Regions from separate parts of the Gossypium hirsutum genome. Here region 1 is linked to region 2. The links are chromatin contacts, called in public Hi-C maps. All regions are on one chromosome and are shown on one strand. The core of a region is the stretch at or near the end of the contact, and the rest is flanking DNA. Distances in the headings are between cores, read along the strand shown.

The links. A called contact is a pair of places that touch in the nucleus more often than the background predicts.
Region 1: a Hi-C map of leaf shows a contact between it and region 2, with 1.8 times the contacts expected there. The contact joins the enhancer-like site here to the promoter of LOC107924588 in region 2. A contact is called at or near these places in 11 of 34 Hi-C or Micro-C datasets (callus, fibers, hypocotyl and 2 more).

The regions. Positions count from the first base shown.
Region 1 is chrA02:102,511,808-102,515,979 of Gossypium_hirsutum_v2.1, forward strand. No RefSeq gene overlaps it. Among protein-coding and RNA genes, the nearest start is that of LOC107924564, 19 kb to the right of the region's middle. Within about 2 kb of position 2,699, at least 1 of the 9 cell types and tissues checked has an H3K27ac peak or open chromatin away from gene starts, as enhancers often do. A contact at or near this core is called in leaf, where this site is marked.
Region 2 is chrA02:102,422,920-102,426,790 of Gossypium_hirsutum_v2.1, forward strand. LOC107924588 (heat stress transcription factor A-1e) reads right to left here and starts at 2,548. Exons shown (of 5, transcript XR_005903679.1): 1 at 2,032-2,548; 2 at 1-599.

The DNA of each region.
Region 1 (4,172 bases), core at 1,449-3,948, 89 kb after region 2:
TCCAAGGATGACGGGGATTTATTGTCAGATCCGACGGAATATAGGAGTTTGGCTGGTGCTTTACAATATGTGGTTATTACTAGGCCTGATATTGCGTATGCGGTAAACAGGGTTTGCCAGTTCATGCATAATCCTACCACGGTTCATATGGGTGCACTTAAGAGGATATTGCGGTATTTGGCTGGAACACTTGATTTTGGGATTATGTTTCGTCGGTCTGGTTTATTATCGTTGGTTGGGTTTTCTGATGCTAATTGGGGATTGGATTTCGATGATCGACGATCAACTTCAGGATATTGTGTATTTTTTGGGTCAAATCCTGTTTCGTGGTCGTCTAAGAAACAGCAGGTCGTGTCTCGATCTACGGCGGAGGCTGAATATCGAAGTCTTGCTGCTGTAACTAGTGATGTTATGTGGTTACTTTCCTTACTTCAGGAGTTGCATGTTGAGTCTTCTGCTCCGCCTAATATCTGGTGTGACAGTTCCAGTGCCGTTGCTGTTGCTGCCAATCCTGTGTTACATTCCAAATTCAAGCACGTGGAGTTAGATTTGTTCTTTGTTCGTGAAAAGGTTGCTGATGGATCAGTTGTGGTTGGTGAAGTTCCTGCGTCTGATCAAGTTGCTGATGTATTAACTAAACCACTATCAGTTGGGTCCTTTACTAGGTTTCGGAATTTTCTTCGGGTTTGTTCGGAGAAGGAGATGGATGCATGTTAAGATAAATGAATTTGTTAGAATGCAGTTACAGGAGAGCTGAGTTGTTAGCTAGTCTGTTAAGAGAAGTTGAGCCTATAAATACTCTAGATGAGCCTTATGTAAAACTAAGTTTGAAATCAAAATTTTAGAATAAGAACTTTCACATTAAACCTTGCATTTCTTCACACCCAAAGTTGATCAGGCTTTTTAACAAGATTAAACCAAATTTTCATGGGAAAAACATTGTTCAGACAATCAAATTTCTTGAATCCAAGTTCACCATTCTTCATCTCTTTGCGCAAATTATCTCATTTCACTAGATTCAATCCTTTCTTCTCTTCCGTATTTTCCCAAACAAAGTTACGAATTATCTTTTCCATTTCATGACACATACCCTTAGGAATTTTTGTTGACTGCATAGCATAGATAGGAATAGCAGCTAAAATTACTTTAGCCAACGTAATTCTATCGGCTAAAGAAAGCAATTTATACTTCAATCTTGCTAGTTTTTTTTCAGATTATCTTCAATATACTGAAAGGTCTACTTCGTAACTCTCTAGTGCAATAGTGGAGCCTTAATATACTTTCTCAAGTTGTCCACATGAGAAAATCTAAGACCACAACTAATATTCACCTTCAGATCATGGTCAACATTCTTCAAGAAGAAAATTTGGGTTTCCTGTGCATTAACTCTATGACCCAACCTGGAACAAAAGTTATTAATCACCCTTTTCATAGTTTGTATCTGCTCCACTAAAGCCTCACTAAGTAAAACTAAATCGTCCGCAAAGAAAATATGTGAGATATTAGCCCATTCTTAGATAACTTTATTGGTTTCTACCTCTTATTTTGAACCTCAATATTTATAATCTATACCAATCTTTCCATACAAAGAACAAAGATGTAGGGCGAGATAGTATCACTTGTCTTATTGCTTGCGATGGAAAACTACATTAGAGAGGTCCTATTTCATATAATTTGCATAGATGAATAGTTAACACAGTGCATAATAAGCTTATGTATGTTACCTAGAAAACCAATATCAACTAATGTATCGTCAATAAAGTCCCAGTCTAATTTGTCATATGCTTTTTCTAGATCAATTTTCACAGCCATCCACCATTTCTTTCCAACCTTTCTACGCATAGAGTGGATGATTTCTTGAGAAACGATAATATTATCTATTTTTTTTAACAATAAACGACCACAAGGGTCAACTCATTTATTACGTAACATCACAAGTTACAGTATTATGGATTTCCACCAGGAAGTCCATATAAAAAAACCAAGTTTTAACCTCGTTACACATTTTCGTACATATTAAATCAGCAATAGTGTTACAAGACCGTTTGTCCAAATTAAATCAGCGAAATTGAAATTGTTGAAGGCATCTTTACACTCCTTAATTCGCGCACTGATAATGGTGACGTTTGTAGCTAGGGTCATTAGTTTATTAACAAGGCCAACGTGATCTGTCTCAAAAAGTACATGCCCTTTAATTTTTAACTGACACATCGATTTAATGTAGCCTCAAATGCAAAGCACTCGGCTTCTTCCACCGACATCATTGTTTCTATAAAGCCTCCACCACCCCCAACACAAAACCTTCATAATCCCTAACAATCGTCTCATACCCAATTCTGTTATCACCTACTGTAGCATCGAAATTTATTTTTACAACCCCTTTAGGAGGTTTAATCCATTTCTTAACAACAATATTCGGGGAAAGCAATGACTTCTTCAACATGTTACAAATCTGAAAGTCTTTGCTAAGGGTGCTGGCCCTCTCCTACATGACATGCGCATCCTCTTCTTTTCCTCAGAAATTGTAATTGTTTCTATTATTCCAGAAGTTCCATAAGGTTGTTATGAGATGGGCTATAGCTTTCTTGTCAAGAACCCGCATCATATCTTCTAGCCAGTCAATGCATCGACTATACTTATTCGAGATCGTATTTTTGTCCCACCCTTCTATAGAGAGAACCGCTCGATATGTGGGGCAATCTTTAAGTGCATGCATTAGGGTCTCATCCTCAACCCCACATTTGGGACAACTCTGCTCAAAGTTGTGCTAAATCAAAGCAATCTTAACATTTGTTGGGAGAATCTCGTACCCCACACGCCAAGTAAGCACCCAAACCTTAGAAATAGTATTAAGTTTCCAAAGTTCTTTCCAAAAAAACCTATGAGGGCCACACCCCATCTCTTTCAACAATAACTAGGAATAACCAAACTTTGACGTGAAACAACCATAAGGGTTATGAAACCATACTATTTTGTCGCCATAGCCCTTACTCCCAATAGGCCAATTGTAAAATTTATCCCCCCAATCCTGCTAGTACAACTTGTAGACTTTATCCATGTTCCAACGTCTATACTCCTCAAACCAAAGATCCCGCACACTATTATCATTAGTGTCGAGCATATCAACTTTAAGGACAGCACCATTTAAGCCTTCTACCCCCCAGTTGTCAACCGTATGTTAATCCTATCACCAATCCCAACTTGTCAATCGAAGTCATCTTTGAGGGCTTCCTCCACAGCCGCAATACTGGTCCACATAAAGGAAGCTTTGTCAATTCTTTTGGAGTGAAAGATATTGCCATCGGGAAAGTATTTAGAGGATAACACTTTAAAACAGAGGGTATCTTTATTGTTGATGAGCCTCCACACTTGACACTCAAGAATAGCCAAATTGAACAGTCAAATATCCCTTATGCCAAGGCCTCCTATGCATTTAAGATGGCAAAAGGTTTTCCAAGGAAGCATCATCCAGAATCTGCCCTTTTTCTTACCTGACCACCACACTCTACTTAACTTTGTTTGAATGTCTTCAATCACACATTTAAGAGTAAAAAAGATTGACAACGAATATGTTGGAATAGATTGGAGGACTACTTTGATGAAAACTTCTTTGCTACCATAGGAAATGAGCCTATTGGTCTAGCTATTAATCCTGTATGATAGGCTATTAATAATATCTTGAAAAGCCCTTTTTTTCTTTTTGTTGATTGGAAGAGGGGGCCAAGATAGTTTTCTAGCTTCTCAATCACCTTCATACCAAGAAGATCACCAAAAATATATCTTTGCACCCTAGGAAAATATTTGAAAACAAGGGAAAAAATAGTAGTTTATACAGGAGAAAGGAACGTTAGAAATAAGGGAAAAACAGGAAGGAATAAAGGAATAAGGAACGTGATCCATAGTTTCAAATACTGAAAGAAAAAACGTGATCCATAGTTTCAAATACTGAAAGAAATAGACTTTCTCTAAAGCTGAAAATCAAAATCTCTGACAAAATTACACAGTAAACAAACAAAAAGAATAAATAGAACGACATCAATAGATTTGTAACACGGAACAAAACAGTGATGTCTAACCTATAACATCTATCGTTTCTAATAAGGAACGAAACAGTGATTCTCTAAAGGTGAAAACCAAAAACCGTGACAAAGACACTCTGAAAATAGAAGTAA
Region 2 (3,871 bases), core at 1,298-3,797:
TTATCTATCGAAGGTTCCAGCCTAGGTGATGTGTTCATCTTCAATATCTGGTGCAGCATTGCTTTCGCTGCCTCGTTCAATGAAGGCTGAAATTTTACAATCTGTCTATTAGGAAATATGGTACCATGTTCACCGGTTAAATTTTCTTCATCCTGCCTGGGGAGTCTCCTCTTTTTGTTTCCACCAGTAAGGTGTCTTTTACTTTCATTCTGCTGCTGTACAAGCTGGCTTAAGAAACCTGGACTTTGCATGGCCTTAGCAAGAAAAGACATCATTTGCTGCTGTCTCTGCTCCATCACCTGTACACGCTGGCCAACAGCTTGCAACTGGTTATCTGTGGCTTGTTGCTGCTGTCTCAACCTAACAAGTTCCTGCATGAGAACATTCTTGTCCCTCTTAAGCCTTTCAACCTCCTCTTCGAGCCCAAACGTCCCTACCTCAATGCAAGCTGCAACTGCCGAGCTATGAACTTGAGGTTGTTTATTACTATGGACATTAGCAGGTTTCCGCCTGCTGATAGTTTTCAAGAGATGTTTCTGACCTCTTAGGAACCCCTCATTTGCAAATTCCCAACGGTCTGGGTCAACTTTCCTAAAACCCTAAAGGAAAAAAATTATGATGATCAACGACACGAGTTATCACATATATATTTTCCAAACAGTAGCAAGCCCACATATGTGTAAAGCAGGATCGAATTTTAATATCTAATTGAATCACATATCATCCGTCTTGTTTGAGCCCCAATGCCTGACCACAATCAGTTAGTAATTACAAGCATATACTTAAACCTGCAGATAACAAACACAATTACAACTCGATGAGTTCTTCATATCAAGGAAAGAAAAGTTGGTCAGAAGAATTCAATCCATAACATCCACCCTCTCCAACAAATAAAGTTTGAATTACAACCCATGGGTCATAAGCTTACAAATAATACTCTCCCAGTTTCTCGATCATGCTTTAGTTCACTTGTTGGTTAAAATAACATTTTCAGAGCCAAAAGAACTTGGAAAAAGAAAAATCAAAAGAAGAAAAGCTAACATGAGGAAATCAGGCAATGAATTGTCAATTTACTGAATCCCCTGAATTTAGCACCTTACTCAGATCAAATGTAGTTAGATCAAACATGGCAAGAACAAAGAAAAAGAATCAACAGCGGAAAAACATAGAATATATATGCAACTCCAGAATTGATGGCATTTTAAACAAAAAACATCATTGAAGACATAGAATTTGTTTCAAAAACATGAAATCAATAAAAAGCACACATGGAACAAACGCAAGACATTTCGGCTACTGATCTGAGAGCAAAAAAACTATATATGAATATACTTTGTTTAATTCAAATTCAACATATAAGATTAATAGGAAAGAACTGCAATAAGTAGTATCATTTTATATGATAGTAAAATTGGTCAAAATATAAAAATGGCTAGTTGGCATGCATGTGCATTCCATGGAAAATGGTTTTCAACCAATTATCCGCATGCCATTGGCAATCAAATATAACAACAGGAACTGCAAAAGCTAAGAGCTACCCAAAATCCCATTTCGAAATGCACTAAGAAATATTTAAGATTGTTATTAATATTAATACTAAACAAAATAATCTGCACATTACGGTTGCAATTCCCAGTTCCTATATTTCAAATCCATATCCCAATTTAATTCAGTTTAGACAGTTACTATACCATAAATTCATGATCCAACACCAATATGGTTCTAAAATCTCTCCTCCCACGCAACTTCATCATTAAAACTATTCACAGTTCATTTCAATCTCATCTATGTATATTTCTTAAAGCCATATAGTAGCAACCCAAGTTTCCATTAAAAGAAAAAATCAAAACCGTGAAAATCCAAACGAATTCAGAACCCCTTTAAACCTCAAAATCGTAATTCACCTCAAGAAATCACACATCAATCAGCCTACATATGTTCAAAGACTTGGAAGTCTAAAAACTAATAACAATAATAATAAAATAGAAAAGAAAAAAAAAACAAAAAGAACAAAATCAAAGAAATACCCACATAAGTATTGAGTTGTCTGACAAAGCTGGAGAAGTTATTGTGCTTAAAATACTTAGGCAGAAGGTCCCTTGAAAACTCCGGCACTTTCCAGACAACGAAACTGTTGTTAGCGCTACTCCACGAGATAACGGAGTTGGTCGATGGATCATCCACCACGTCGTAGGTTTTGCTGAGGAACGGCGGCACCGTGTTGCCGTTTGTGGCGACGGCATTCGCCGCTGATATTGAATCATGAAGGGAATCCATTTATCTTTTTTTTTAAAAAATAAAAAAAATAAAGAAGTAGAAAACAAGTATTGGGAAATATTAGTTTTAAAGATCAGATGTGAGGCGATTCGGCACGGAATGGGAGTGAAGGAAGGAAGGAAGCTATAGATTCTGTAGAGAGAGAGAGAGAGAAGAAAAAGGGTACTGTAATGGTAAGGTGGCTTTGTTTTTATTGTTTGGGAAGGATAGGATGAAGCAGAAAAGAAGAGAAAAAGAAAAAGTAGGAGAAACACTAATCTGACCGACACGTTGCTCTTTGTAAAACCATTTTCTAACCGTTTCCCAACCTCGCCATTTTTGACTCTTTCTTTAACTAACCGCTAAGGTTTTTTTTTTTTTAAAATTTAAATCTACTTATAAAATTGACAGAAATGACAAATTTGACCTAAAAGGAAGGCTGTTTAAACTGACCTGGCCATTTGGATCATCAGAAACTAGTCAAAATATTAGTTTGGAGAAGTGGATTGAATAAGTTAAGACTTGAGAATCCATTGACTTAGATAAAAATAAGTTTGAATTGAGTGTTTGAACCAAATTTTTAATATATTTTTTAGTTTTTATAAGTTTTTTAATGATTTATTTAAACTAATCAAATAGACTGGTCAAATCAGTTAAACCTGTCAAATTGACGAACCAGTTCGACCACTGGTCTAATTTTAAAAATACAATAAAAATCCCTTTATTATATTTTGTATTACAATTCAATCTCTCTAATTAAAAAAAATGAGAAAATTAATATTTATATATTATGAATAAGAGTAAAATAATTTTTCCTTAGTTTTCTATGGTTAATTGCTAATATGGAGTTCTACATTGATAATTTGGATTTAATGACATATAAAAACTTTTAAAAATTACACAAATTATCTATTAATTGAATTTTAAGTAATTACATAGCATATCATGTAATTTAAATGTTTAAAATTTAATATAAACTCAACAATATTCTAATCTTAATTATTAAAAAAATTACTCTCAAAAAATTATTGAAATACACATTTAATGTTTATAGAATTTCAAAGAAGAAACTTATCTCTTAAGTATGAGTTTGGATGGGCGATGCAGTGTGTTTAACTTACTTTTTGTCTACGTTACAGTATTACTACAATATCTAATTTTATCGCCACCACTGTTTTTACACTAACAACAGGTAAACTCACCATCTATCCAAATCCACACTAAATTTGCCATCCCCAAATTCGAACAACCTTAAGTCCCAATTATGAAATTTATGTAATTTTAATCAATTCATGCCACCTCAAAATAATTTTAATCAATTTATGTAATTTTAATTAATTAGAGATAAAATTATTTTAAAAGAATATGATTTCTTTATAAATGAGTTTTAAAGGATTTATTTTTTTTGATTTATTTCTTTAATAATTTAATTTAATTTAATTAAAGATAAATAATAATGACAAACTTTGAATTCTGATTGGTCCAAAATTTCTACATAAGTCTTAATTTCTTTTGCTTTTAGCTTTGAAGATCTTTTTCAAAAGATGCCATCAATATATATTCATTTGGACGAAACTTGGTAATGAAACAAAGAAGTCTACGTACCTTCATTTTT